Regions from separate parts of the Mus musculus genome. Here regions 2, 3 and 4 are each linked to region 1. The links are chromatin contacts, called in public HiChIP or PLAC-seq and promoter capture Hi-C maps. All regions are on one chromosome and are shown on one strand. The core of a region is the stretch at or near the end of the contact, and the rest is flanking DNA. Distances in the headings are between cores, read along the strand shown.

Region 1 (7,412 bases), core at 1,675-4,174:
GGGAGACAGCTCAGAGGCTGTGTGGGTGACAAGGCCTGGGAAGAAACGTGTATCTGCAAGGAGTGATCTGGGCAGTATCGGGTACTTCCAGGAAGCCCTCGGTTTGTAACCAAGAAGCCCTTTAACTCCCTGCGAAGGAGCATGCCAATAATATCCAACAGCAAGTTTGCTTGTTAAACACTCTGGACCTTGGGGGTGGCTTTTGGTCTGGATTAAATTTTGCTTAAGAAATAGCTACTCCTTGAATATGTTGAATACACCCAGTTTTCTAAATAGTTGAGGAAACTTGGTGAGACAGGGAACCCAGAGATAGATAGACTGGGAGGAGGGGGTGGGGTGGGGCGATGAACCAAATTATGGAACGCGAGTTGTTTTGACCTGGCTGACCCGGCACCATGGACCCCCCAGGAGGATCAAGCAGCAGGTCCGAAGGCTGGGTTTTGACTGAGGAGGGCATGGTAGAGGGCAGATGACCAGGAAGGGTGAGTAGGACCGGGAGGGTGAAATAGGAAGCAGAAGCAGCCAAAGGAGTGGCAGGCTCCCAAATTGGCTCTCTCCACAACTAACCACTGCCCAGCCCTGGGGGCCTCCAGACAAGAGGGGCGGGGAGGTGTGGTGCAATAGGAGGGGTTTCTCTGTACAGCAGGAACCCCCAAAGCGAGATCATCCCTGGAACCGAACAGGAAAAACGGAACAGAAATTCAAACCTGGGAAGTCAGTAGCAGCGGTTAATCGAGAGGTTGCAGCTCAGGAGATAGCAGCCGCAGCCTAGGACAGTGGCTGGACATAACCCCCTTGCCCTAAGGTGGCCGCCTTCACTCCCCAAGGTGAGCGGGCGCAGAATGGGATGGTGCGTTGTCCTCTGAAACCCACAAGAATCGGGGAAGGAGGTCTCCTCCTGTCGCCCGCATCTTTGACCCTCTCCCCGCTTCAGGTCCCCGGAGCCACCTCGGAATCAGATCCCAGCCCGCGGACTCCGCCCCGGGACCCCTCCTCCTCCCGGGCCCAGCCGCCCGGTACCGTCTCCTGGGGAGATGGTCTCGATCTCCACGCCCATCACGGTCCCACAGGCCCCGCCTCCAAGGGGGTCCTCGCGGCTGCCCCGACCCCGGCTCCGCTCTGGCGCGGACCCCGCAGGCACTCCCGCTCGCCTTCTTGCCGCCACTGCAGAGCCGGAGGAGGTGCGGCTGGAGTCAGGACCTGCGCGGGGAGGGGCCGCCGGGAAGGGGGCGGCGGGGTGGAGCTGTGCGACAAGGTGGGGTCGGCCGGGGCGGAGCCCGAGGGAAGCGACCCTGACGTGGCTGCTCCGGATCCTGGCCAGACTAACCACCATTAACCCACTGGCTGAAAGGGGAGGCAGGGTGAGCGAGGCGTGCCGGCACTAGCACATCCACACATCTATCCACTCAGTGTATATTTATTTAGCACCTACAGGGTGCAAAGCCCCAGGGAGTCCACTCAATCCTACAGACTAGGAGAAAGTCGGTAATTAAACTAACTCTTTAAATACGTGTGCTCAGTGCCGTGGGGTTCAGAGTAAAACGGAAGCACCCGAGACTGATACCTACCCGGGTTAGGCTTCCCGAATCTATTGGAGCAGAGCCGGCGAAGGGAAGAAACCAATTATTGACGAATTTTCCTCAACCACCTTAAGACCACATTCATCATTCCTCAAAGTTTTACAGCAGGTATATGTATTGGAGGTCTCACCTTTCAAGGTAAAGGACTGCTCCCTGGGGATTCCAACTGAATTAAAGGAGGATCAGCTCTGTGCTGAAGATACAGCGACAGCCTGAATGGTGAATGCTATAGAAGGAATGAATGAATTCTTTTACCTCTACCCAAACCAAACCAGGATCTAAAAAGATACTTTTGTCCTTCCCCAATCCGAATTCCGCTTCCTTGGTCCTGGGACTTGAATCCAGGGAAGCCAGGGCCTGTTCACTCACGCTAAGCTAACAGAGGTTACGTCCATGGCCCCTAGGAAGATACATTGGGAGGAGAAAACATTTGCTTGAAGGCTGAAGGAGACTTTAAGAAATGCCCCCCACCCCCATCTTTTCTACACCCGTTGCACAGATCTGAATTTGTTTCTGACAAGAGCCAATGGGAGGTGAGTATGGGAGAAGGACCTATTTATTCAAAGGCCCAGAACTGGAACTTGACGCATTTTCCTCAGTTTCTCCATCTCCACTCTTCCAAGTGGCTAGCTCGCAGATACTAGCTTGCCAGGATACAAGGACTAAAGTTGGTGCTCAGAAAAGCTGGTTTACGGTACTGTGCACGTTAGGATCAGAAAAAAACCCGTGTGTGTGCCCTAGAGTCGTCAGGGCTTAAGGCAAACAAACAAACAAAAAAGCTTAAGACACCCCACCCTCCAACCCTGACCCTCACCCCCCTACTGGTTATGGCCTTGGGCAGGTACTTTGAGATCGGGGTAGAACAGATCTGCTACTTGGGCAGGCCTACGAGGCTGGCTTCAGGTAAACGGATGTATTTACATTTTGGGAGTGATATTTTATGGGATTTTTAAATGTGGAGTTCTTGACTCCCCTCTAAACTAAACACTAACTTTTTACACATGTTGACTGTAGAATTCCGATTCCCTCTTGCCAACCAATTTTTTTTTTCTCTGTATAGCCCTGGCTGTCCTGGAACTCACTCTGTAGACCAGGCTGGCCTAGAACTCAGAAATCTGCCTGCCTCTGCCTCCCAAGTGCTGGGATTAAAGGCGTGTGCCACCACGCCCGGCTCTTGCCAACCACTTCTAAGAGAACAGTTGAGACCTGCGTGGGAAAAGAGGTTGAAGCACTTGAGGTGTATTGTGAAGATTTTCGGGCGGTGATTTCGCGGGAACTACAACTCCCAGAAACACTTGCGGCAAAGCCCGCGCTTAATGGCCATCGGAAGGACCCGCCGCTAACGTGACGCACTCAATAGCCAATAGTCTAGAGGCATCTCCGAGGTCCAAAGGCCGAGGCTTCCGTTAGGTGCCCGGGACTTCTGATTCCCGGTCCTGTGACGTGAGCGGCCCCGGGATTTTACGTGTGGGACGGGGAGGCAGAAGACTAAGGTATTTCGTTGTGTGTGTGTGTGTGAAGTGGGTGGCACTTCAGGCCCAGGGATGTAGGCGTGGGGAGAAGTTGAGGGAGAGTTGGAAGAGGACCAGGCTGCAGTAGAAGCAAGCTCACGGTGTGGGTTTTAACAAGTGCCCTTGGGATACACGAGTGATACTTCTGGTAATAGAGCTTAAGGAATATAGCCTTGTTTGTAGTAAGTTAAAGTCGCCTACGAACTTTGAGATGTTTGAACAAACCGAACTAAGAACTTGGTTTAAATTACAAATGATAATAGCCGAGCTTTTGGTTAATTCCAGGAGGCTCTAACGGGATGATCAGTTAAGCTGTTGCCAGTATCTCTGTCTCACGTCTCTCATCCTTCTGGGAAGCTAGATGGGGAGTTTTGGTTTTGGTTTGGTTTTTATCTGGTTTGGTCTTTTTGAGACTGGGTGTCATTTTGCAATCAGTGCTAGCCTAGACCTAGCTGGACTCGAGGCAGTGTGTGTGTGTGTGTGTGTGTGTGTGTGCCTGCGCCCGCGCGCCCGCCTCAGCGTTTGCGCACGCACGTGCACTTGCTTTGGTGCATAGCTGGAAGTCATAGGACAACTTTTGTGAGTTGGTTCTCTCCTGCCACTTTGTGGGGTCCAGGGGTTGGACTCAGGTATAAATAAGGCTTGTGTACAAGCCCCTGATAACTGCTGGGCTATGTTGACTGGCTTTCAGGTTTTGTTTTGTTAAATGATAAGATCCTTACTTGCTTTGGCTTTACTAACCTTACATCAGTGACTCCCAAATCCTTCCCTGTGACTGCCTAAGGTACATCTACTGCTACCTTACAGGCACCTTCATGAAACACGTTTAATACCACTACATAAAACTCATCTAATACTAAATTTTGTCACAGCTTGCAGTATCTCAGTCGGTGGAGTGTTTGCCTAGCATACAGAGGGTTCTGGGTTCCATCCCCTGCACCGCATAAACTGGACCGGTATTATTCTCAATACTCAGGAAGTGCAGGCAGGAGAACAGGAAGCTCTAGGCCTGTCTGGGCTACGTGAGGGTCTGTATGAAAAATAAATACCTTACATACTACACACCTTTCTCATCTTCAAAGCATGCCTGCCTTCTGCATCTCTGACTAATGGTTCAACTCTTTCTCAAGCTAAAATTTTGCATGCTGTCCCTCAAGTATTTTTCAGTCTTCACATTCTGTGAGCGCAGTCTTTCTGTCTTAGAGAAGCGCCTCTGGCATCCAGCACCTCGTCTTCCTCTGGGAAAACAGCTGCACACTTTGTTTCCTCTCTCTTTTTTATTTTATCCTTTTTCTTTTTCCATTTGGTTTGGGGTTTTTGTTTATCTGTCCAACCTCCCCCCCGACCCCACCCCACCCCACACACACACGGGGTTTCTCTGTGTAATCTTGGCTGTCTTGGAACTCACTCTATAGATCAGGTTGGCCTTGAGATCTGTCTGCCTCTGCCTTTCCGGTACAGGGATTAAAAGAATGCACCATCACCGCCTGGCTCCTTTTTTTCCCCTTCTTGCTCTGGCCTGGTTTGCTTTGTCCCAAAGATTGATTGATTGCTGGCCTGGTTTGCTTTGTCCCAAAGATTGATTGATTGATTGATTTAATTAATTAATTTAAGTACAGCTGTCTTCAGACACACCAGAAGAGGGCATCAGATCTCATTACAGATGGTTATGAGGGCATCAGATCCCATTACAGATGGTTGCGAGCCACCATGTGGATGCTGGAATTTGAATTCAGGACCTCGGGAAGAGCAGTCAGCGCTCTTAACTGCTGAGCCATCTCTCCAGCCCTTGCCTTTTTTTTTTTGTTTTTCGAGACAGGGTTTCTCTGTGTAGCCCTGGCTGTCCTGGAACTCACTCTGTAGACCAGGCTGGCCTCGAACTCAGAAATCCGCCTGCCTCTGCCTCCCGTGTGCTGGGATTAAAGGTGTGCGCCACCACACCGGGCTTGGTTTGTTTTTTCTGAGGTGGGGCACACATACTACAGCAGATCTGTGGAAGTCGCAGGACAGCTTTTGTGAGTTTGTTCTTTCCCTTAACTTTGTGGGATTCTGAGACTGACCTCAGGTTTTATGGCAAACACTATTTATTTATTTATTTATTTATTTATTTATTACATGTGAGTACACTGTAACTGTCTTCAGACACTCCAGAAGAGGGAGTCAGATCTCATTACGGGTGGTTGTGAGCCACCATGTGGTTGCTGGGATTTGAACTTGGGACCTTCAGAAAAGCAGTCGGGTGCTCTTACCCACTGAGCCATCTCACCAGTCCTATGGCAAACACTTTTATGGGCTAAGTCAACCCACTGACTCTTTGTGCACCTTATGGTTGTGGTGTTCAGACTCTTCCCCCTCCCCCCATGTGACTCTGGTCGGCCTGTATCTCCCTCCCACCCCCAAGATAGATAGATAGATAGATAGATAGATAGATAGATAGATAGGTAGATAGGTAGTAGATAGGTAGGTAGGTAGATAGGTAGTAGATAGGTAGATAGGTAGGTAGATAGGTAGGTAGGTAGATAGGTAGGTAGGTAGATAGGTAGGTAGATAGATAGGTAGGTAGGTAGGTAGGTAGGTAGGTAGGTAGAGGCTTATGCTGCCCTTTACTCTCAGAGATCCTGCTACCTCTGCCTCCTTTAGGACCAAAACAGATCAAGTTAGAAAGTTGTATCTGTAGCAAATAACACAGGCCCTTAATGTCTTGATGCTTTTTGAAAGAACTTCACTCCTTTTACTTTGGGTGCTAGGGATTGGACCTAGGGTTTTGAGCATCTGAGGCTGGAATCTACCAATGACCCACATCCTCAGATTCAGAAGGACTTTTTTATATGCTGAAGGTATATGTTCGGTAGTTGGGTTTGGGAATAGAAAAGTGATTTAAAAAAAAACAAACAAAAAAACAGCAAAATAACCCAGGTGGTTATTAAAGGGTGCACGCCTTTAATCCCAGCACTTGGGAAGGAAACGGGTCTCTGTGAGGTCGAGGCCAGTCTGCTCCACAGAGTGAGTTCCAGGACAGCCAGGGCTACAGAGAGAAACCCTGCCTCACCTCCCTCCCAGATCAGAACAACAAAATAAAAAGCCAAAATGAGGGTCATCAGGGTGACCCAGCAGGTCAGGATGACTGCTGCCAAGCCTAACATCTAAGTTCACATCCAGGACCCATATGGTGGAAGGCAAGAACCAACTCCCAAAGGTTGTTTGCTGACCTCCATGTGTGTGTGTGTGTATGTGTGTGTGTGTGTGTGTGTGTGTGTGTGTGTGTGTTTGTGTGTGTATGTGTGTTTGTGTGTGTATGTATGTATGTATGTATTTGGGTTGTTGAGACAGGGTTTCTCTGTGTAGCCCTGGCTGTCCTGGAACTCACTCTGTAGACCAGGCTGGCCTCGAACTCAGAAATCAGCCTGCCTCTGCCTCCCAAGTGCTGGGATTAAAGGCGTGTGCCACCACTGCCCACCTTAGCCCTTTGATCCTTCAGAGACATTTCAGGATACATTTTTTTCTAAACATTGCAAAAGAATTTTAGAGATCTATCTGTCTTTGTTAAACACAGACAATAAGCTAGTTGGGTGGAACCCTGCTCAAAATTACACCTCCCACCGTGCCTGAGCCTACCCTTGCTCTGTTCTAGATGGATCCTGAACTCAGGAAACCATCTGCCTTTGTAAGCATGAACAGAACACTCAGCTGGTTGGGGTCCTGTGACCACCACTCCCTAAGTCTCTTTATCTCCATCCTTAGTAATTTTCTAACAAATCGGCTCACGGCTCAGCTGCTTTTGTTCCTTTAGAGTTGTGAAACCCCTCATAATTCATTTTGCATACTTTTTTTTTTTGCATGTTTGAGAATATGTTTTCAAACTCAAGTATTTAGAGCTCTTTCCTGTATCCTTAAGGGCTGTCCTGAAGGTCCCAGTACTTACCATTCTGCTGAGACAGAGCTATACTCCTGGTGTTTCTAATTATCATGGAGTCATAAACAAGGAGGGCATTCCTCAGGAGAAAAGAGGCCTCCACTGCTGTGGACCCAGAGAGTATGTTCATTATTACACAAGCAAGCCTGACACCCACGGCAGCCATTGACATTCCTGGAAGCTCACACTGGAGCCCTGTCCTAGGGGCAGGAACCATGTCAGTCTGTCTCGATTAGGGCCATGCTGGCCTTGGCACCCAGCCTTTACACATTCACTGATCCGTGTTGGGGAAACTGCCTGCTGATAGGCATGGGGTCTAGTTCACAGATGGAGCAGTTGCCTAGCATGTCCAGGTCCTGGATCCAACCCTCAGGGGTGAACAAAAAATGATTAATATTCTTTGACTGT
Region 2 (6,748 bases), core at 1,354-3,853, 1.0 Mb before region 1:
CGCAGCTTCCAGAACCTCTCAAAACAGTACCACAACACTGGGTGTGGTGGCACACACCTTTGGTCCCAGCGCTGAGAGGCAGAGACAGATGGATCTCTATGCGTTTGAGACCAGCCTAGTCTCAAGATGAGTTTCAGGACAGCCAAGGCTACATAACAGAGACTCTGTCTCAAAAATAACCCAACAATAATAACAAAACCAAACCCCACAAAACAACAACAAAAGCCCACCACCTGCAGAGGGCCAGCCCTTTAAAGGGCCTGCCCATTAATGTGTGAGCCTATCTAGAGGGATGCTTCTTATTCCAACTGTGACAGAGCCTCAAGGTCAAGCCCGTCTCAGCAGCACCCAGCACTGATGTGCTTCCTCGCTGGACCAAAGACGCAGTGTTGGTGTCTCGAGCCAACGGTGACGCCCTGCAACTGCTACACACTGGTCCCAAGTCCCCTGACAGTTGCTGTGGGCCTGACTACATGAGCATCACAGACATCCCATGCTGTCATGGCTCCCCATGACAGCACCATCAGTACTGAATACAGACTTACATTTGGCTCTCTCATTTGGTCAGTTTTGGCTTCTTCCCACTGTAATATGCTGACCTGAGTCAAATGAACCTGGACTTAACTCTTGCTCTGCCACTTCCCAACTCAGGGTTAAGCCTGGATGGCTTTTAAAAATTGTGCATAAGCATGTTTTTCTTGCTCCTGTGTACCATATCCCTGCCACATCCCCTGGATCTGAAGTTAATAGTCAGTTGTGAACTGGCATGTGGGTGCTGAGAACTACACCCAGGTCCTCTGGAATAGCAGCCAGTGCTTTGGACTGCTGAGCCAGTCTCTCCAGCCTCATGGTGAGCTTTTTGTTTGTGGTGTTAAATCCTGAACCCAAGACTTGGAGGTTACCAGGCAAATGCTCTCCCACCAAGTTCCATCCCCAGTCCAAGCATGGGTTTCTTCACTGAAAAGTTGGAGCAGTACAAGTCACTCGACAGATGGAAGTGTTTGGTGGCTGGTGGCTACTCTTTAGAGGTAGTGCCATATAACTCTTGAAGTCGAGGCCTTTCTCTAAAATGGTCTTGTCCTTAGTCAAGCTGGGAGCATCATTTGGAGGGCTATGGATTTGGATACAGGAAGCCTGCAGTTCATACAGTCATTCAACCAACATTTATGAGGACGTAGCATGTACAGGTGCTGAGCTGTATTGAAGGCAAACGGTGTCCTTGTCCTCACAGGGCATGACGAGTCCTAAGAACTGGCCAGGTGAAAGACTATGGGTGGCAGAAATGAACACCAGTAGTGGAGGGTGGGGGTGCGATATTGAGTGCTATTAGGAAAGGTCAGGACAGTTGCTTTGGGGTAGGGAAGACTGAAGTGTAAATGTGCCCTGCAAATAGGAAAGGGTGGTTCTGTATTTCAATGAATTAGGCAACTGTCCCTTTGATCCTCAAATGGGGTGAAGTGTTCTAGGTGGGGCGTGTTCTATGGGAACCTGCTTCAGCATTGAGGGTCTGCAAATAAGTGTGCCGTGGGTGTGGGAGATGCAACTCAGGACACTGGGGCACTGAAGGGCTGGATGGATGGTGCTGTCCAGTGACAGGAGGGAGGAGCCTGACAAGGAGGCTGGGAGTCAGGGGATTCAGTGCCAAGCTCCAGTGATGGTAGCTGGAGAGGTGAGCACTACAGACCCGGAGCCCTGAGAGCACCCCCACACTGAGGGAGCCAGGTCTAGTGCCCGTCTGCAGAGAATCTTGCAGCTGGAAGAGGCAGGCCTTCAATGTCATTTAGTTCAACCTTCCACCTCTTCAGATCTTTCCAGAGCCCACCTGAGGGCATCCAACTCTTTTTGGACACCTCAAGGTACGGAAAGCTTACTGCCTTCTAGGGAGCCCACTCCGTGGCGGTGCTCGATGCTCTAGGATGGCCTCGAGGCGCCAGGCGCTCCGACCTTGGCCCTGTGCAGCCGTCTGGCCACCGCGGCACCTGGCTGTGGGTGGCGACGCGGCTGAGCAGGCGCTGCTGTCCCCAGCCCCAGTGCTGAGGCGCGCAAAGCGCAGTGGGCTCTGGTGGAGGTCGGGAGAACTGCAGGGCGAAGGCCGCCGGGGGCTCCGCGGGCGGCGAGGGGGGGGGACGGGGGGGGGCAGGCACTTGACACCGGCCCGGGAGAGGAGGGGCAGCTGTCCCTACGACCAGTGCTGGATGCGGGGACCCAGCGCAGAAGCCGCGCCAGGTAGAGGGGCGCCGCAAGGTGGGGAGGTTGCGGCCGGGGGACCACCCGAGGGGCACAGGGCGGCCGAGATCGCAGCTCCGGCAGGGTGCCCGGCCCGGAGCGCCGCAGTCGGGGCGCGGCGGGGTCCCGAACCCGCTCCTCCCGCCGGGGGCGCTAGGACCGTCCGCGGCTCGGATAGCTCCCGCCGCGGCGCCCCGGGGCCCCCGGGGTTGCCTCCCGGGCGGCTCCGCAGCGCCGGGGCCAGAGCCAGCGCGGCCACGGGGGGCGAGCGGCGGGCGGAGGCCTGGGCGGCGGGCGGCCGGAGGGAGGGAAGGAGGAAGGCGGAGAGAAGAGGCGGGCGGGGGGGACCCGGCGGAGGAGGCGGAGAGAGGGAGCGCGACAGCGACGGAGGGAGGGAGCGCGGCAGGCAGCGGGCGGGCCGGGAGGCGGCGCGGGCGGCGGCGCGAGCAGAGGACGAGCCGGGACGCGGCGCCGCGGCAGCAGGGCGAGCCGGGCCGCCCGACCCGCCGGGCCACACGGTAACCAGCACGGCCTGCGGCCCGGGAGCTGAGAGGGCGGGCGGGCGGGAGGGCACAGCAAGGCGGTGGGGAGCGCGGCTCGGACCCCGCAACTCGGCGCGCGGTGCTGAGAGCGCGGACCGCCCGGGCCGAGGGTTTGTTTATGTCCCCGCCGCTCGCCCGCCGCTCCTCTTCTGCGCGCCGCCTCCGCCGCGGACGCCCCTCGGCGCCCCCGCCCGGCCCGGGCTCAAGTTCAAGTCCGTACAATGCCGCGGGGGGCCTCCGCCGGCCTGCGCGCCGCCCGACGCGCGCTGCCGCAGGGCCCCGCCGCCTCCGCCTTCCGGGCTCTGCCCCCGCCCGGGGGCCCGGTCGGGGCCTGCGGCCGTGCGCTGCGGAGTGCGGACGGGACCGGGAATCGGGCGGCGGGAGGGGAGAGGAGGGGGAGGGGGCGCGGGCGGCCGGGGAGCGCCGTGGCCACGGCAGAAAATGGCAGCCTGGCACGACCCGGGCCCCGCGCCCGCCCCGCCCCTCCCCCGGGCCTGCAGGCTCCGCGCGGCGGGGGGGACCCTGGAGGCCCCCGGCAGGGCCCAGGGGCGGCCGGGGCCCGCGCCGGGGAGCGCGGCGTCGCGATCTTCCCGCGGCCACCTGTGGCTTGGGGGTGCGGGGCGCCGGCGGGCCTGGGAGGGGCGCGCGCGTGGGGAGCGTGCCCGCTCGGGGGCGCACGCTCCCGCGGAGGCCAGGCGGAACGGCGTGGAGGGGGGGGCGTCGCGCCCGGCTCCTCCCTGCCCCCGCTGCGGGCCGTGGGAGCGGGGTGGTGGTGGCGGCGGCGGCGCCGCAGTATGGGGGCGGGGCGGGAGTGGGCGAGGATCCCCGGGCCGGGCCGCGGGGGACTAGAAGGTGCGGGGGCGGGAGCAGCAAGGCTGGAAATGTCTCCGGTGGGGATGCCGGGGTCGCCCCCTGAGGCAGACTCCCCTTGCATACACTCACACGCACCCCCGCCGGGCCGGTGTAGACGTGTCCTTGAAAGCTTCGCATCTGCACAGTGAAGGACGAGGCCTCGCCGAGGCTGCGGATCGGGGGTCTCAGTCCCCATGTTGCCCTCACCTCAGGAGACACCCGAGCCTCCGAGCGGCTCCGGCCGCGGTCCGTGTCCTGCCCTCACCCGGACTCCCTACTCCACGCCGTCTTGCCCTCCCTCGTTGGCGCGGACCGAGCTGGCGTGCGTCCAGGGCCCGCCCCCAGCCTCCCCCAACCCCTCTTCGCGGGGCCCGCAGCCCTATGGCTGCCAAACTTCATTTTGCTTTCCTGGAGCCTGCCTTCTTGGGGGCACCCTCTCCCTTCGCTCCCCACTCAGTAGTTGCTCTCCCCCTGTCTCTGCATCCCCTCCTCTCCTCTTTTCCTGCAAGGCCAGCTGAGTAGGTGTGGACACCCTGGGTGAGAGAAGGCTCCCACTGGGTTCTCAGAGCTCCCTTCCCGGGCTCCCAGGGGGAGCCTTCTGTGGCTGCACCTTGACCTAAGATGGCGTCTTGCACCCAGCTGGGCAGTTCTGACCTGCGTAGGGCTGGGGAGGAAGGGCGGGCTAGGGACTGCATAACTGCCCCCTCTCAAACCAGAGGGGACAGGAGCCTTGGGGAGGAGTATCTTCGGCCGAGTGACCCAGCTTGCCCCTCACTGCAGTGCCCAGAGACTGCCATCAGCATCCCCGGGGACAGTTCAGTCTTCATGTTTCACCCTGAGCTGCCAGCGGCTGAACCTCCTCCTGGGCAGGCTGTGCAGGGATTCTGGGATCAGGTGCTACTCCACTGTGCCTCCTCCCTCCCAGGCAGATGTGACAGCTGCAGCCTGGGGAGCTATTCTTGCGTTGCTGGGGTGTTAGGACTGACCTGTGGGATTTGGAAAGCCCAGCAGCCTGGCAGACCCTCTTTGGGCTATCCTCTGTGCAGACAGGGGCCATTTGCAGGTAGTTAGAGCAGTCACTTGCTTTTGGATAGTTGGGTTGTGTAAGTTCCTGTGGGCTTTGGGGGCAAGCTGACTTGTCCCCTCTGCCTCTGGGGTCCATTAAGGCCCTTGTGGAGCTGTTATTGACAGGTAATTCTGTCGAAGAGTGGTGTGTGTGTGTGTGTGTCCAGGTAGGGGCCCCCAAGCCAACTTATGTCATAGGTCTGGCACCTTCCTCCCCCTTCCCTGTGGCCTCCTTCTCTAGGCCCTGCTGCCTCTCAGAGCCCCCCCCCCCCCGCACTCCTCCCCCCCCCCCTCCATGCTTTATCTTTGCACCCTTCCCCCATCAGATCTGCAGCTCCTGATTCGTGTGCTCCTGGTGGCCCAAACTTTTTCTTGTTACTTGGCCCAGCCTCTCCGGTGTTCGCCAGGAGCCTAACCTGAGGAAAGGTGTGTTCCCTTTAGACTCAAGGTCTGCTTTCCACAGTGGAGGAGCCCAAGAGAGGCCGCCAATGGCCATTTGTCAGGGTGTCTGCAGGCAGGATTCCTCTGTGGGGTGGGGGTTGGATGCAGCTTGCAGGCCCATTCCAACTTTGAAATTCTATGGCTCTGATTTTCCTGGTGGAATTTCAGACCCAGAATAGGGCTAGAGTGGTATGTTTTCCCTCCACGGTAGTGGTCATGGAGAAGGTAGGGGCTGCCAGGGGTGGGCTTTGGCAGAGAGGGGAGAGATGACGTGTTGATCTGTCAGGTCTGACTGCAGAGGATGGAAACCACAGCTTCCCTGAAGCCTCTCCACTTGGTGCTCTCCTGAATGTACTGTGTGGAAATGTGTGTGTGGGTAACTTGCAAGGGTTGTCCCCAGTCCAAGCTGTTGTATGTCCCTGGGTCCCTAAAGGTAGTTCACCATCAGTTCCATGCCCGGTCCCCCATTCTTTCCCACAAGCCAGCAACGGACAAGATGGAGCTGAAGGATCCTTGTCCAGCCTCTCTGGGTGGGAGGAACTGAAGGTGATCTGCCTTCTTCTGAGTGTTCCGTTCATTCGACATTAGTGGTGCCCATGAGGAAGGCTACTAGACAGGCTCCCTACTCTCTCCTAGGATGCATTCTGTCCTAGCCCTTCAGTTGCTGGTTAGTCCAGTGGTTATTGCCTGCATGTAGGCCTCCGTTGAGAGAGCACCTGGAGAGTTCAGCTCTCCTCCACCCCCACGCCCCCAGACCCAAGTTACTTCCCAGATTCCCTCAAGATTTCCATCTCAGGGAGCTAGATAAGGCACACAGAGCCTTACCTTTCAGATGGGTGGACCCTCTTCTAGGATGTTCCCATGAACACTCCAGCCCTTAGGAAGGGACCTAGGAGCCCCTGGAGCATTAAGAGCTGGGTTGGGGTCTTTGTGGGAGAGGCCAAGCGGGTTCTGTCCCGTTCCTTATGTGGTTGGCTCTGCCTTGCAGGGCCTGAGAAAGAAGGGCTGTTTACCCCCCCCCCCCCCCAGCACTTACTGCCGCCTCCAGGTCCTGACCTAAGTCTCCTTCACCACCTCCTCCCTGCTGTTGATTGAGCAGGTCTGGCTGGTAGAAGTCAGAGCTGCAGTGTGATCCTTGGGGGAGTTGGCTCTAGCTCCATTTTAGAAGCCGGCAGCTTTCTCAGCAAGGCTGGGTTTCTACAGGAACTCTGCTGCTCCCGACCAGGGCTTTAATAGTAAATTAAAGGTGCCAGGCTCCTTTCTCCTGTCCCCTTTCCTCCTGTCCCCTCCTACCCTTGAGTAGGAGGGCCCTGCTCTGTAGTCAAGCTCTGTAGACTGGCCTTCAACTAATTTCTTAGCCTTTGTCTCCCAAGTGCTGGCATTATAAGGGGGTTTGTGTAAACTTTAAGGGCTTATTTAGGGTCATTTGTGGTGGGTTTTTTTTTTTTGTTTGTTTGTTTGTTTGTTTTTGAAATCATGCTTACCCAGACTGGTCTCAAACCTTCTTCAGCCTTCTTTAAGCTCTCTTGTATCTGGGGTGACATGCATCTGGCTTCATTTGTCTTGTTGATTATAGTGTTTTTCCCAAAGAAATGAGCCAATCCAGTTCCATTAACACAAGT
Region 3 (7,554 bases), core at 3,428-5,927, 1.5 Mb before region 1:
AAAAGAAAGACCTTGTCTCAAAGTAGAATAGAGGACTGGCCAGACGGCTTGGTGGGGAAGAGTGCTTGTTTCACAAGAGTGACTGCGTTACTTAGGATTCTCTCTGTCTCTCTCTATTAAAAAATAAAGTTCTGAACTCTGGGTGTGATTTGAGGGTGTTTCCAGAGGGGTTTACTGAAGGGGAAAGCAGGCCTGTGTAAGGAAAGTCTCATTGAATAGTGTAAGCAGGACCCAGGTGGGGTTGAGCTGTGGAAGATGAGGCTATGTAGACAGGAGTAGAGGGAGGAGGACACCTCAAGCAGAGGAGCAGCAAGGGAGCACAGGGACACAGGGAAACAGTGGTGCATCTTAGGGGGACTGCAAGTCAGCATAGCTGGAGAATAAAACATGGAAGAATGGTGGAGTCTGGCGTGGTGGCACACGCCTTTAATCCCAGCACTCGGGAGGCAGAGGCAGGCGAATTTCTGCGTTTGAGGCCAGCCTGGTCTACAGAGTGAGTTCCAGGACAGCCAAGGCTACACAGAGAAACCCTGTCCCCCCCCCCAAAAAAAAACAACAACAACAAACAACAAACAAAAAGAATGGTGAGAGATGGGGCTGGAGAGATGGCTCAGAAGTTAAAAGCACTGGCTGCTGCTCTTCCAGAGGTCATGGGTTCAATTCCCAGCACCCACATAGAAGCTCACGTCGGTCAGTAATTCCAATTCTAGGGGGTCTGGCACCTTCAAACATACATACAGACAAAGCACCAAGACACGTAAGACAGAAATACATAAATCTTAAGACACAAAACTCTGCTTTGAGAGACACTGCTCTGTGTGTGGATGAGGGGGAAAGGAACGTATTTACTTCTTTAGAAAAGGAACTTGTTTGTTTCTTTGTAGCACAGGCTGACCTCACACTAACTGTAGACCAAGGTTGACCTTCAGTTTCTGAATCTCCTGCTTCAATTTCCCAAGTATTCAGATTACAGGCATTTGCCACTGTGTCCAGATTTTCAGAGGCTGAGGATCAAAGTCAGGTTTTTGTCTGCTAGGCAAGTGCTCCACCCACTAAGCCAGATCCTTAACCCTGGACTCCCCTTTTCTTGAGTACCTTTTGTGGCCTAAGAACAAGCACACATGTCTTTTGACCTAATCTTTATGTAAATCCTGTAAGGGAAGGTAAACACTCTTATCCTACTGTGAAAAAAGCTGTTCGGAGACACTAAGTTATTTAGAGGGAATTTCATCTTGGAAGCACTGGTTTTTCACCCTCGGCTCCCAAGCAGAAGAACCTGGGCCAGTGGGAACGATATATATCCAGTCCTGCTGGCAGGTGAGTTGGCCCAAACAGAGATGGAAGTGCAAAAAGCAAGCCAAACCCAGCAAGGAAAGGCAAGCCAAACCCAGCAAGGAAGTAGTTCAAGAATCAAACACTATCCAGAAGTCAGTTGTTAAAGCCAAGAAAGGTAAAGTTTGCACAGCCAAAATGTCACCAGAATTTGGCCCCAAAGCCAAGTTCATCACTGGAGCTGGACCAGCAGAGTCAGGAGGAAGGCCAGGAACCTCTGGAAGTGGGCAAACTACCAGATAGACCTTAAGCTGCTGGCCCAGCTAAAATCAAAATTCTAGGAATTAAGGGGTAGCAGTGACACAAGGAGATAAGGTGTTTTTCTTTTTTGATTTTTTGAGATGGGCATTCTCTTGTCCAGGCTGATCTTGAACTTGTTCTGTAACTGGGGATGACTAAAGTCTTGATTTTCCTGCTGCATCATCTTAGTTTGGCTGGAGCCATACCTATTTTTATCTCCAGTTTTTTTAATTTGATAAACTTTATTTTACAAACTTGTGAGATAAGAGCTGGGTAGTGGGGGTGGGGGTGGCAGTGCACCCTGGCTTTTAATCCCAGTACTGAACAGGCAGAAGCAGGCAGATCTCTGTAAATTTGAGGCCAGCCTGGTCTATAGAGCAAGTTACACGGAGAAACCCTATCTCAAAAGACCAAAACCAACCAACCAAACAAAAACAAAACAAATTTGTGAATAAAATAAACATCATACACCAAAACCCATTTTTAAATAATTATTTATTCTTATTTTCTTCCTATTTTATGTCTTGGAGTGTTTGCCTGCACTTACGTATGTGTACCACGTGCACTCCTGGTGTTGGTGGAGGTAAGAAGCTGAAGTTGGAGTTATGGATGGTGGTGAACCAAACCCAGGCCCGCTGCGAGGGCAGCCGGTACTCTAAATGGCCAGGCCAGTTCTTTAGCCCTCAAATCACTTTTAAGCACTGAGGAAGCTGAAGCAGAGTGTAATGTTGGGCAGAAATCACAGCTGATACTATGTGACCTGGGAAGATAACCCAGGCCTGAGGAACTGAGTTGTGACCCCCCAGTAATCCCTGCACTGGGGGGACTGGGTCTGGGGTAGGAGTGGGGTAAAGACTGTCACATCTTTAGAGCTCACTGGCCAACCACTTACCCAGTCAGTGCATTCCACAGACAGGGAGAAACTACCACAAATAAGCAAACTAAAACTAAACAAACAAAACCAAACAAACTCAAGGGGCTTCTGGAGAGATGGCTCGGTGGTCAAGAGCATGTATTGCTCTTACAGAGGACACTGGTTTGGTTCCCAACACCCACATGGCAGATCATAACTATCTACAACTCTCATTCCAGGGGATCAACATCCAATTCTGATCTCCGTGGGCACCAGGTACATACACGGGATACAAACATATATAATGTTGGCAAAACATTCAAATACATAAAATAAAATTCAAAAATCTCTGTGTAGCCCTGACTATCCTAGAACTTGATTTGTAGACCAGGCTGGCCTTGAACTCAGAGATTCTGCCTCCCAAGAGTTAAGATTAAAGTCACCTTGCTAACATTTTTTTTCCAATGAGGTCAATCTCTGACTTAGAGAGACATGCATGTGCACATGCATATGCACACGTGCACACACCCACACACACCTAAGTGCACATATGCACCATACAGGATCTGGAATGCTAGGCCCAAGGTTTAATTGATATAAATTCCATCGTTTTCTTTTTTTCTGCTATGGAAGCACCCAGTCAGAGAAAGCTTCTGGTTTTGTTTTTTAAAGATTTATCCAGGGGCTGGTGAGATGGCTTAGTAAGAACACTGACTGCTCTTTTGAAGGTCCTGAGTTCAAATTCCAGAAACCACATGATGGCTCACAACCAATTGTAATGTGATCTGACGCCCTCTTCTGGCATGTCTGAAGTCAGCTACAGTGTACTTATACAGTATAGTAAATAAATCTTTGGTCCGGAGCAAGCAGGGACAGAGCGAGGAGCGAGGCTGATCAGAGCAAGCAGCGGTCCTAAAAATTCAACTCCCAACAACCACACGAAGGGTCACAACCATCTGTACAACTACAGTGCACTCACATACATAAAATAAATAAATAAATCTTTTTAAAAATTTATCTACTTTTACTTATATGAGTACACTGTAGCTGTCTTCAGACACACCAGAAGAGGGCATCAGATCTCATTACGGATGGTTGTGAGCTACCATGTGGTTGCTGGGAATGGAACTCAGGTCCTTCAGAAGAGCAGTCAGTGCTCTTAACCACTGAGCCATCTCTCCAGCCCTAGAGTTTCTGATTTAATTTGCTTCTCTGTTGCTGTAATAAAACACTGCCCGCCAAGAGTAACTGGGGGAGGAGAGGGTTTATTTGCGCTGCAGGGTTCCGGCATCAGGACCTCAAGGCAGGAGCTTGAAGTAGCAATCATGGAGAGACATTATTTACTGGCTGGCTTCCAGACTTGCATTCTGCTATCTTTCTTATACAACCCATTACTACCTGCCCAGGGGATCACCTCCCACAGTGGGTTGGGCTCTCGCCTCCATCAATTAGCTATCAAGAATATACCCCACAGACCAATCAGATGCAGGCAATTCCTCAGTCGAGATTTCCTTTTCCCAGACATCTCTAGATTGTGTTGACAAAAATTAACCAGCACAGCTTCACAGATGATGAAATGCTTGTGCTGCCCAAGTGGCAGAGCAGTAGAGGAAGGACTGTAACAGGATCTCTGGGCAAAGGCACAAGGGTGCAACTGTCATTTCTATTACAGCCTGTTGTCTCCTTAAGAAGGGTTCGGCGCCTAGAATAGTGCCAGGGCTCCACGTGAGCTAGAAAAGTGTGTCAGCATGGTTTTTAGGAGTATAGACTGGATCAGAGTAGTGGAGGTAGGCTGAGAGGTCAGAAGATGGACAGGCCTTCCTAAGGTCATGGAGAAGTAGTTGGAGCCAGAGGCCATGTACAGACACAAGAGGTGGAATCAGTTAACTGTGCTTCCCGCAGAGCGTTAAAAGGAAGGCCAGGAGTAAACCAGACTAGGGAGAGAAAACACAGAGCCCAATAATGTTTAGGAGTTTAAGCTCTAGGAGGCCTGGTGACACCCTGAGAAATGGAGGACAGTGACATGTGCCCATCTGCAAGCAAAATGGTTGGAGCAGTGAGAAACCGAGAATGGCGGTTGCCGAGAGAACACGCGTGGGTAGTGCAGCCTCAGCAGACACACTCAGGGGTTGCATGTGGGAGGAGGGGCTCCCAGACTTGAGGACTGGAGAAAGCATTAGCAACCTGACAGAACCGGGTTAACAAAGGAAGGACTACATCTCCCAGCATGCTCGGGTTCGGTGGGGTGACGGCTGGCGGTGGCTGCGCCGCATCCGACTGGTGGGCGCGGGACCTGGGTGGGCACCGGAGCCTGTCATCCCTGAGGGGTCCGTGGGGTGCGGGCGGCGATGCACCGCTGTCCCTCGCCCAAGGGCCGCGCCGGGCTCTTGTTCCCCGCCCCGCGGCCCCGCCCCTTGCCCCACCCCAGACGGGAGACCTAACCCGGGCCGCAGCGCAGCGGCCGCAGCAACATCACTCTCACCGCCGCTGTTCCGCCCCATCCTTTTCTGTTTTTCTCTCATTCTCCGGTGGCGGCGGCGGGGAAGGCGAAGGAGAGGCAACAGCAGCCAGCCTTGGCTGCAATGAATGATCCTCCACCCGGAGGGGAGGACTCCAGGTGAGCCTCTGACCTCGGGAGGATCGGGACCCTCCGAGCCGCCCAGGACTCGCATCCCCCGCCATGGATCCCTAGGGGAAGGGAAAAAGGAGGAGGAAAAGACAGCTCTGCCGCCCACCCCCATCTCATTTTCCTCTTCCTTTATCTCATTGTTGCCGAAGCTGTAGCCGTAGCGCTCACTCTTGCTCCAGCATGGGGTGGATTCCAGGCACTACCCTTCGGCAGGAGCAGCTTGCGCGGTAACCTAGGGATTCTGCCTAATTCTACCTCTCCAGACTGTGCACAGAAAGCCGCGGAGAGCTGTGGAGGCCTGGACTGCAGCAGTCTCGGGGCCAACTCCCTGCATCCCCACCCTGGTAGGCTGCATGCGGATTGAAGAGAGGTGCCTGAGGGCTGGGCCAGCCCGACTGATCCCGACCTAGGAGTAGGGCAGAAGGACCGCCCAGGCTGCAGAGCGGCCCACCTGGAAGGACAGAGGTGCAAGATGGCCAGTAAGACCAAGGCCAGCGAGGCCCTGAAGGTGGTGGCCCGGTGCCGCCCCCTCAGTAGGAAGGAGGAGGCTGCTGGTCATGAGCAGATTCTGACCATGGACGTGAAACTGGGCCAGGTGACTCTGCGAAACCCCCGCGCGGCACCCGGGGAGCTGCCCAAGACCTTCACTTTTGATGCTGTGTATGATGCTAGCTCCAAGCAGGCCGACCTGTATGACGAAACGGTGAGGCCCCTGATAGACTCAGTGCTTCAGGGTTTCAACGGCACCGTATTTGCCTATGGCCAGACTGGCACTGGCAAGACCTACACCATGCAGGGGACCTGGGTGGAGCCAGAGCTCCGCGGGGTTATCCCGAATGCCTTTGAGCACATCTTCACCCACATCTCCCGCTCCCAGAACCAGCAGTACCTGGTTCGTGCTTCCTACTTGGAGATCTACCAGGAGGAGATCCGAGACCTGCTATCCAAGGAGCCAGGCAAGAGGCTAGAGCTGAAGGAGAATCCTGAAACAGGGGTCTACATCAAGGACCTCTCTTCCTTTGTCACCAAGAATGTCAAGGAGATTGAGCATGTGATGAACCTGGGGAACCAAGCCCGAGCAGTGGGCAGCACCCACATGAATGAGGTCAGCTCTCGGTCCCATGCCATCTTTGTTATCACAGTGGAGTGCAGTGAGCGTGGCTCTGATGGCCAGGATCATATCCGAGTAGGCAAGCTCAACCTGGTAGACCTGGCCGGCAGTGAGAGACAGAACAAGGCTGGTCCCAACGCAGCTGGAGGGCCAGCCACACAGCCAACAGCTGGTGGTGGGAGTGGAAGTGGCAGCGCTAGTGGTTCTGCCAGCAGCGGAGAGAGGCCTAAGGAAGCTTCTAAAATCAATCTCTCGCTGTCCGCCCTGGGCAATGTGATTGCTGCTCTGGCTGGCAACAGGAGCACCCACATCCCCTACCGGGACTCCAAGCTAACCCGGCTGCTCCAAGACTCACTGGGGGGCAATGCCAAGACCATCATGGTGGCCACACTGGGTCCAGCTTCTCACAGCTACGACGAGAGCCTCTCTACCCTGCGCTTTGCCAACCGAGCCAAGAACATCAAGAACAAACCGCGGGTGAACGAGGACCCCAAGGACACACTGCTGAGGGAATTCCAGGAAGAGATCGCTCGCTTGAAGGCCCAGCTGGAGAAGAAGGGGATGCTGGGCAAGCGACCTCGGAGAAAGAGCAGTCGTAGAAAGAAGGCCGTGTCTGCCCCAGCCGGCTATCCAGAGGGGTCCGTGATTGAGGCCTGGGTGGCCGAAGAGGAAGATGATAACAACAACAATCACCACCCACCCCAGCCCATCTTGGAGGCAGCTTTGGAGAAGAACATGGAGAATTACCTGCAGGACCAGAAGGAACGGCTGGAGGAGGAGAAGGCTGCCATCCAGGATGACCGCAGCCTTGTGAGTGAGGAGAAGCAGAAGCTTCTAGAAGAGAAGGAGAAGATGCTGGAGGATCTACGGCGGGAGCAGCAGGCTACAGAGCTGCTTGCAGCCAAGTACAAGGTAAGGTCCCCAGACAATGCGAGTACTTTGATTGGTAGATTTTCATTTGAGGGTCTGTGAGTTGGCCTGAGTGGGATATCCCACCTCAGGACCACACACTGATGACTGCTCCGGAGCAGCTAAGCAAAGTACCATAATACTAGGTAGCTAGGTGCACTTACATGCGAGCATCCACACCAAGCAAAGTGGGGAGATGTCTTGGACCAGTGGACTCCAGATGCTCCGACCACCTCTGCCACTGTCTACCTGTGCAAATGACCCCAGGATTGGCCAGGTCTATGAGAAGCCACGCAGGACCTCTGTGAGTATGGCTTCTCACTTCTGCATGGCCCCCTCTCCTGATACTTTTTCTTCTCTCTGCAGTGTCTTTGGGCCTCGTATCATATTAATAGTATCAGACATTTGGATAGCACTTTACAGTTTACAAAGTACCCCATTTTTATATCATCTGGTCTCATCTTCATAGGAGCCATTCCA
Region 4 (6,721 bases), core at 1,062-3,561, 1.5 Mb before region 1:
GGACAGGCAGCTGGGGGGCTAAGTAGCTTTCTTCACCAGGAAACTTTACTTCCTACTTTCACCTACCCGTTCTCAAGAGCAGGTTAAAAAAAAAAGGATCGCACACTAAATTCTCTTTCAAAGAGGCTACCTCTCCTCTGATCCAATTCATACTTGTCTTTCAGACTACGTTTTAAACATCCATGCAAAGCAGATTCCCCATAATTCAGACTACTCCCCTTCCTCCCTCTCCTCACTCTAGTGCTTTGCACACTGTTGTTGCCTTCTTTATCAGAATGCTCAAGGGGTCTATTGTATCGACCACTTATTTTCAACGCTTTTAACAGTGCCTAGAACTTGGTGCTCAATAAATATTTGCTGATCTAGCCACCTGACTGACCCAGCTACACTTCAAAGCAAACTTAGTGCTGTGTAAGTGCTAACCCACTAAGCAGAGGACAAGTTCAAGCTTCGTGATATTTTGACAATCCTGCCCACCAGTAAGGTAAAACAACCTATTTTAAATAAAAATTTGCTCATCTTAATTGCAGTATAACTTAAGCATATTTTGCGAAAATATGCTTAAGCTACTTACAAATATGTCTTAAGGAAATCCTATACTATAAATTGGTTAAAACAAGATTTTCACAATTCTTAAGGAAAACCACTAGAGTCGCTTCTCATCGTGAAGCTAGTTACATTTATCACAAGTTTTCCTGCACTGCTCTAATGCCGGAGCTGAGGTTCAAAAATGAAAGACACCGGATACTTTAAAAAACCAGGGAGGGGGGTGGTCATGTACAGTTACTTTGACAAAATTGATGTTGGTGCCAGCGTCAAAACGACTTTCTTGAAACCTTCCCTTTTCATTTCCGAAACAGGAAACCCATTTAAAAGGTCAGTTTTTATTTCCATACCAAGTAATTCCGAAATATGTGGTAGTACATTAGAAGTCCTTAGAGCCATGACTGACGAAAGATTTTCCTGTAAATTCTAACATCAAGTAAAACATTAGAACTTGACTTGATTCCATTGGGTTGAAAACAGAAACCGTCCATCTGCTTCGTTGAGGTCTTGAAAAAGCACTGTGAGCCAACCATGCCAGATTCCCACCCCAAGCACGAAGGGCCTCCGATTGTTTGACACATCAATGGTTCAGTCAAGACAGCCAACTCACTTTCCCCCGCCCCTCTCATTTTCCTTAATGATTCTGCAACTCTCAAGTTTACTCCAAGTTACAGTCAGATAGAATATTTTCTCTTTGACCCCCAATTCGGGCCTTTGCCACATAGCCAGTACTGCTTCAATCCCAACCACTAAATTACGTCTATTACAAATAGCACATCAAGTAACTTCATGCAATTATGGTAAGGCCAGGCAAGTCACTTAAAGAAACCGGATTCTGGAACGCTGCTAAATGCTGCATATTTTGTGCCAGAAGGCACCGAACAGAGAAGGAGACTTGAGACCGGATGGTAAGCATGGGAAGACCCCGCCCCAGTAAGGCTATTCCGATTCCAACAGTAACTTAGGTCTGTCGTCTGGAATCGGAATCACTGGAACAAAGGCGTAAATTCCGGGAAGCAAGATGTCTGGAATAAAAGAAAACGGCTCGCGGCTACAGAGCCCCCACACCATCCTCCCACAGGTCTTACCTATGGTGGAAATAAAGGTGGTATTGAAGGCATCGTCCGAAAAACGAAAAAGGACGCAGGTCTTGCCCACTCCCGAGTCCCCGATCAGGAGCAGCTTGAAAAGCAGGTCGTACGTCTTCTTCGCCATTGGGAGGAGCGGCTCGGGCGCTCGCCGCCGGTAGCCCCAAGGGATCGGAACTGCTCACTACAACCAACTCCTCACCCGGGCGTTCTGGGGCCGCAGCAGCCGGGTAGCGTGTGCGGAAGGAGAAAGCAGCTCTCGAGACGGAGCAGGAGACCTTCCGAACGGCCTCGTCGAGGAAGCCCCGACGGTGGCGGCGCCCGTGCCTCCGAGGGGCGGCGCCCGCGGCTCCGCAGCCTCTCCCAGCCGCTCCGCCCGGTTCCGGGGAGTCGGTCGGGACAAAATGGCCTCCCCTCCCCCCTCAGCGCAGCTCGGCCGGGACGCTCCCACGGGCGGACGAGCGAGCTCTACGTCGAGGGAGCGCGGCGGGCTTGAACACGGCCTCCGCCCGGAGCAGAAACCCCGCGCTAGGACACGGGCGAGGGCAGCGGGAGGTCTCGCGAGCCGACAAGCCCTGCTACATAACCCCAGGAAACAGAGCCGCCCCGGCCAGAGCCACCTTTTTCCCCGTGCCCTCTCACGCCGGCGTGCGCGCAGCCTGAGACGCACGCAAGGACGTACACCCGCCCTTCTCTCGCGCCCTCGCCCCTGCGGCCCGCCTCTGCGCACGCGCGCGGGCGGGCAAGTAGGGCACGCGGAGGCGGGACCAGAGGGGGCGAGGCCGCGGGCGCGCTCCCTACGGCCTCCTGATTGGGTGAGCGGCTTGACGAACACGCCCCGCGGGGGAGGTGCGGCCCGGGAACTGCGCAGGCGCACTACGTCCGTATAGCTCCTGCCCTCCCTCCCTTGCCTTTTCCGGGGCGCCCAGCTGACTGCTGGAATCCTCTACTCCCTCTCAGTATCCTGTTGAGGAGCTAAGGATGTTAGCCCAGCGACGGGCGTGGCTGGCTGTGTGTGTGTGTGTGTGTGTATAGTTCATATAGATGAGAGAGAAAGAAGTGCTCTGGGCCACTCAGGAACCTCCTTACTAAACCCGGACATCTCCAGAAGAGATCCCGCTTGTGGGCTGGTCCTGACAACCTGGTCTCCTTAAGAAGCTAGAGTTGATAGAGCCGGGATTCCAAACTGAAAAAGGCGCAGCGCTCCTGGGGTTGGAATGATGTCATCGGCCTGAGGAACCCCGGGTGCGGGGAGAACCTCCCTGCGAATGGAAGCTTCTTTGCTGCTTCGGGCCTAAGCAGCCCTTGGAATCCCGGGAGCTGAAGCGCTCTATTCAGAAAAGGCGGGCGGTCACTGTAGCCAAAGTTGTACCACCAAATCGAAAATCTGAAAGCCTGCCCCATCCCAACCGATCTCTTCCTTGCTTTTCACTTGTTTGTAGGTTGGTTGTTTTGTTGCAAAGTCTGTACACCAGTACTGACTTCCAATTCATGAATCTCCAGTCTCAGCCTCCTGAGGGCTACTCTGGTGGGGTAACTCCACCACACCTGTGCCATGTCTTTTCTCTAGTTTTGTCCCTTTTCCCTCTCTCCCTATCAGTTTTATTTACACCTCCCTTTTCTTCCTTTCTATAGTCGAAATAAGCAAATTTCTAACTTACCTTTCTAAGTATGCTCCAGCACCCGCAGAATGTGATGGTAGAATGGTTGAACCTGATGAGCTGATTCACCAATAAGGAGATTTTTATTTAGGTAAATTTTATATACACACACACATAACTAATTAGCATATAACAAATATATAAGCATATTAAATAAAAATAAGCTACACTTTGGCAGACACCTCGCCATCACCAACATGTGCATTTCATGTGTAAGTAAAGCCTTTGATCATGTTCTTTTCTGACCATCTTAGATGTGATCATGCTCTTCAAAGACTTGTCCTCCTTCTAAACACCCATAAGCCTTTGAAGGTGTTTGTGTTCTCTAAACCATCTCCCAGTTGATTCTCTGATTGGTTTTAGTTTTCTCATTAAACTATATCCTCCAAATCATTCTTCCTCCAGCTGGGACTGTCGTGCTGTATCATGAATCAACAATTCTATTAAAAGTTGTCGGTAAGCTTCTCAGCTTTGTCTTAGCTCAGTCATAATCTTGAGCACCCCAGGAAAATCTTCAAGGAGCTGGGGATGTAGCGCACTTGTACAGTGCCTGTCTAGCATAAATGAAGCCCTGGGTTCAATTCTTGCAAGTTGGGGACCAGAAAATCAGAAGTGTAGAGTCATCTTTGATAACAAAAGAGAATTGGATGTCAGCCTGGGAGACCTTGTCAGAATGTGGAGGTGGGTTGAGATTATTCTTTCTCAAATAGCTCAATTGATTAAATTCCAATACTGTAAAGCATTCTGAAAGTCCTAGTCTGTAAATTACCCAGGCAAGCCTCAACCTTCTCCAGATTCGCCCTCCCAAGTTTGCAGGTGTGTGCTACCGCCCCTTCTTGAATGTAATTGGATTTATTAGTTTTTAAAGTAGAAAGCTGAATTTGGGAAACAATACTATCACACAAATTTGGGAAGTAATGGACTGCTAGAAATAATTACCATTTTTTTCAATTTTTTATTAGGTATTTATTTCATTTACATTTCCAATGCTATCCCAAAAGTCCCCCACATGCTCCCCCACCCACTCCCCCACCCACCCACTCCCACTTCTTGGCCCTGGCGTTCCCCTGTACTGAGGCATATAATGTTTGCACGACCAATGGGCCTCTCTTTCCACTGATGGCCGACTAGGCCATCTTCTGATACATATGCAGCTAGAGACATGAGCTCCGGAGGGTACTGGTTAGTTCATACTGTTGTTCCACCTATAGGATTACAGATCCCTTTAGCTCCTTGGTTATTTTCTCTAGCTCCTCCATTGGGGGCCCTGTGATCCATCCAATAGCTGACTGTGAGCATCCACTTCTGTGTTTGTTAGGCCCCAATAATTACCATTTTTAAATTCATTCTATATCCCAGTTGTTTCCAAACTTTGTATTCTGAAATTTTGCAAATTATTTGGTCATATTTACTAACAGTTGTTTTCATTCTTAAATCAGGATCATGGAATGGTAGATCCTTGAGATCATAATTTTGTTGGATGTAGTTAAAATGTCTGTAATCCTAATACTCAGGAGCTGAGACACAAGGATTGGCTGCTCAAAGCTAGCCTCCAGCAAATACTGAGCTAGAGACCCTCTCATTCTTCCCATCCTTTCCCAGCTACAAAACTAAAAAGGAATTGACTTTCTGGTTATTGGGAATTGAACCCTTATACATACTAGGCAGGTCTTCACCCACCTCTCTGATTCCTCCTTATTCTTTTATCTGAGCTCCTTTCCTTGGTGACTTTGTTCTTCCTAAGAATGGCATCTTTGCTTGAAAGGTAGGTTGGCCTTGCTGTGTCATCACCTAACTGTAAAACCAGCTTCTTCCAGAGTCTATAGGACTTTGCCTATTTACTGCTACCCATTTCCTGTGTTCACACCCACAATCTTCTACAGGGATTTCCTTGAGGAAGGTTTTCATTAGACAGACCTGATTGTCCAGAGGCCACGGCTATTTTTATCACCATTTGCTGCCTCCCTGTTGGCAGTAGGCGTTCAAGAGATTGCAGGCCCAGTGAACTACCCTACCTCCTACATCTCTCTAGAAAGCAGGAAATGTTTTCTCTCCCATAGTTACTATGTATCTTCTTGCTTTCAAGGTTAGTTTTATGTGGTTTTCTCCTTGTAAAATGTACCTCAGATCACTTGCTATCCCTTCAGCCTTGAGCTTAAATGTCCTCACCATAGCAACCCCTGCGCTAAGCAGCTTCTTTCCCTTCTGAACTCCTTCAGTACTTCTCAAAACCAATGTGTTGTGGGCTTGGTCTATAATACCAGCACTGGGGAAGCATATGTAGAAGGTTCAAGGTAAATTCTAAGCCAGCCTGATAGCAAGATAGAAGCCAGCCAGGGCTGCAGAGTGAGACCCTATTTCGATCAGCAAGAAACCAATTATGTTTTTAAATGTATTAACTTCACAATGGATAAATATTTCTTTTAGAAACTTCACTGTGGCTCATGCCTGTAATGCCAGCAGATCTCTGCCAGCTCTGGGTCAGCCAGGGCTACATAGTGAGACCCCTGTCTCAAAAGACAGAGGGACGGCACGTTTTATAAAGGAAAAAGCAAATACAATGCTACAATGAAAGGATCACCTTCTTTTTCTTGAAATCCTGTTTGGTTTGGTTTGGGGTTTGTTTTCTGAACAGGGTTTCTCTGTGTTAATGGCCTTGGCTGTCCTGGAACTTGCTTTGTAGACAAGCCTGCCTCAGACTTACAGAGATCCGCCTGCCTCTGCCTCCCAAGTGCTGGGATTAAAGGCGTGCGCCACCACGCCCGGCTCAAATTATTTTTTTAAATAAATGTTGTTATTAGAAAAACTTGAGCCGGGCGTGGTGGCGCACGCCTTTAATCCCAGCACTCGGGAGGCAGAGGCAGGTGGATTTCTGAGTTCGAGGCCAGCCTGGTCTACAAAGTGAGCTCCAGGACAGCCAGGGCTATACAGAGAAACCCTGTCTCAAAAAACCAAAAAAAAAAAAAAAAAAAAATTAATTTTAGGGCATACATAAAGACCTCAACTCCACTGTAGGGTTTGTTTATTCAGTAGACAAAAAACAATATTAAGGCTAATCACAACTGCAAATCAGCAGAATGCACTAAACCTGCAGCCAATGTATCTTCCAGAATGAGCTTGCAGTGACTGGCATGTAATAAGGGACTACTCCTTTAGCCTTATTCAGTCTATTCCTCTCATGTACCAAAGGGCATTGGGCTCATAAGATGGTTTCAAAAAATTAATAATGCCTGTAAATATGCTTTGTATAGTCAGAAGAGTGTGCAAAAGTAAATTGTTTCTGTTATATTAAGGAGCTATGAGTTACACCATAAGGACAAAGAATAAAACGTTGCACATTAGAAAACATAAATTATCACCCAGCAGTGGTGGTGCATGCTTTTAATACCAGCACTTGGGAGGTAGAGACAGGTAGATCTCTGAGTT

The links. Promoter capture Hi-C pulls out the DNA fragments that hold promoters and counts their contacts. HiChIP or PLAC-seq counts read pairs in DNA pulled down with a chosen protein or histone mark. Capture Hi-C pulls out chosen DNA fragments and counts their contacts.
Region 2: an H3K4me3 HiChIP or PLAC-seq map of stem cell-derived neural progenitor cells shows a contact between it and region 1, with 4 times the contacts expected there. The contact joins the promoter of Dnmt3a here to the promoter of Wdcp in region 1. A contact is called at or near these places in 2 of 39 promoter capture datasets (liver and pre-B cells), 1 of 115 datasets of contacts at active chromatin or transcription factors (stem cell-derived neural progenitor cells) and 2 of 9 other capture datasets (adipose tissue and liver).
Region 3: a contact with region 1 is called in a promoter capture Hi-C map of liver, with 3 times the contacts expected there. The contact joins the promoter of Kif3c here to the promoter of Wdcp in region 1. A contact is called at or near these places in 2 of 39 promoter capture datasets (liver and pre-B cells) and 1 of 9 other capture datasets (liver).
Region 4: a promoter capture Hi-C map of pre-B cells shows a contact between it and region 1, with 2.9 times the contacts expected there. The contact joins the promoter of Rab10 here to the promoter of Wdcp in region 1. A contact is called at or near these places in 1 of 39 promoter capture datasets (pre-B cells) and 2 of 9 other capture datasets (adipose tissue and liver).

Annotation. Positions count from the first base shown.
Region 1 is chr12:4,840,379-4,847,790 of GRCm38.p6, forward strand. It overlaps Wdcp (WD repeat and coiled coil containing), which reads left to right and starts at 2,925. Exons shown (of 4, transcript NM_001170858.1): 1 at 2,925-3,073. Fkbp1b (FK506 binding protein 1b) reads right to left here and starts at 1,195. Exons shown (of 4, transcript NM_016863.4): 1 at 1,021-1,195. The coding sequence starts at 1,057.
Region 2 is chr12:3,804,377-3,811,124 of GRCm38.p6, forward strand. It overlaps Dnmt3a (DNA methyltransferase 3A), which reads left to right and starts at 2,604. Exons shown (of 23, transcript NM_007872.4): 1 at 2,604-2,744.
Region 3 is chr12:3,360,455-3,368,008 of GRCm38.p6, forward strand. It overlaps Kif3c (kinesin family member 3C), which reads left to right and starts at 4,678. Exons shown (of 8, transcript NM_008445.2): 1 at 4,678-7,077. The coding sequence starts at 5,527. I920046F24Rik (RIKEN cDNA I920046F24 gene) reads right to left here and starts at 5,119. Exons shown (of 1, transcript NR_164312.1): 1 at 3,055-5,119.
Region 4 is chr12:3,307,658-3,314,378 of GRCm38.p6, forward strand. It overlaps Rab10 (RAB10, member RAS oncogene family), which reads right to left and starts at 2,312. Exons shown (of 6, transcript NM_016676.5): 1 at 1,635-2,312. The coding sequence starts at 1,761.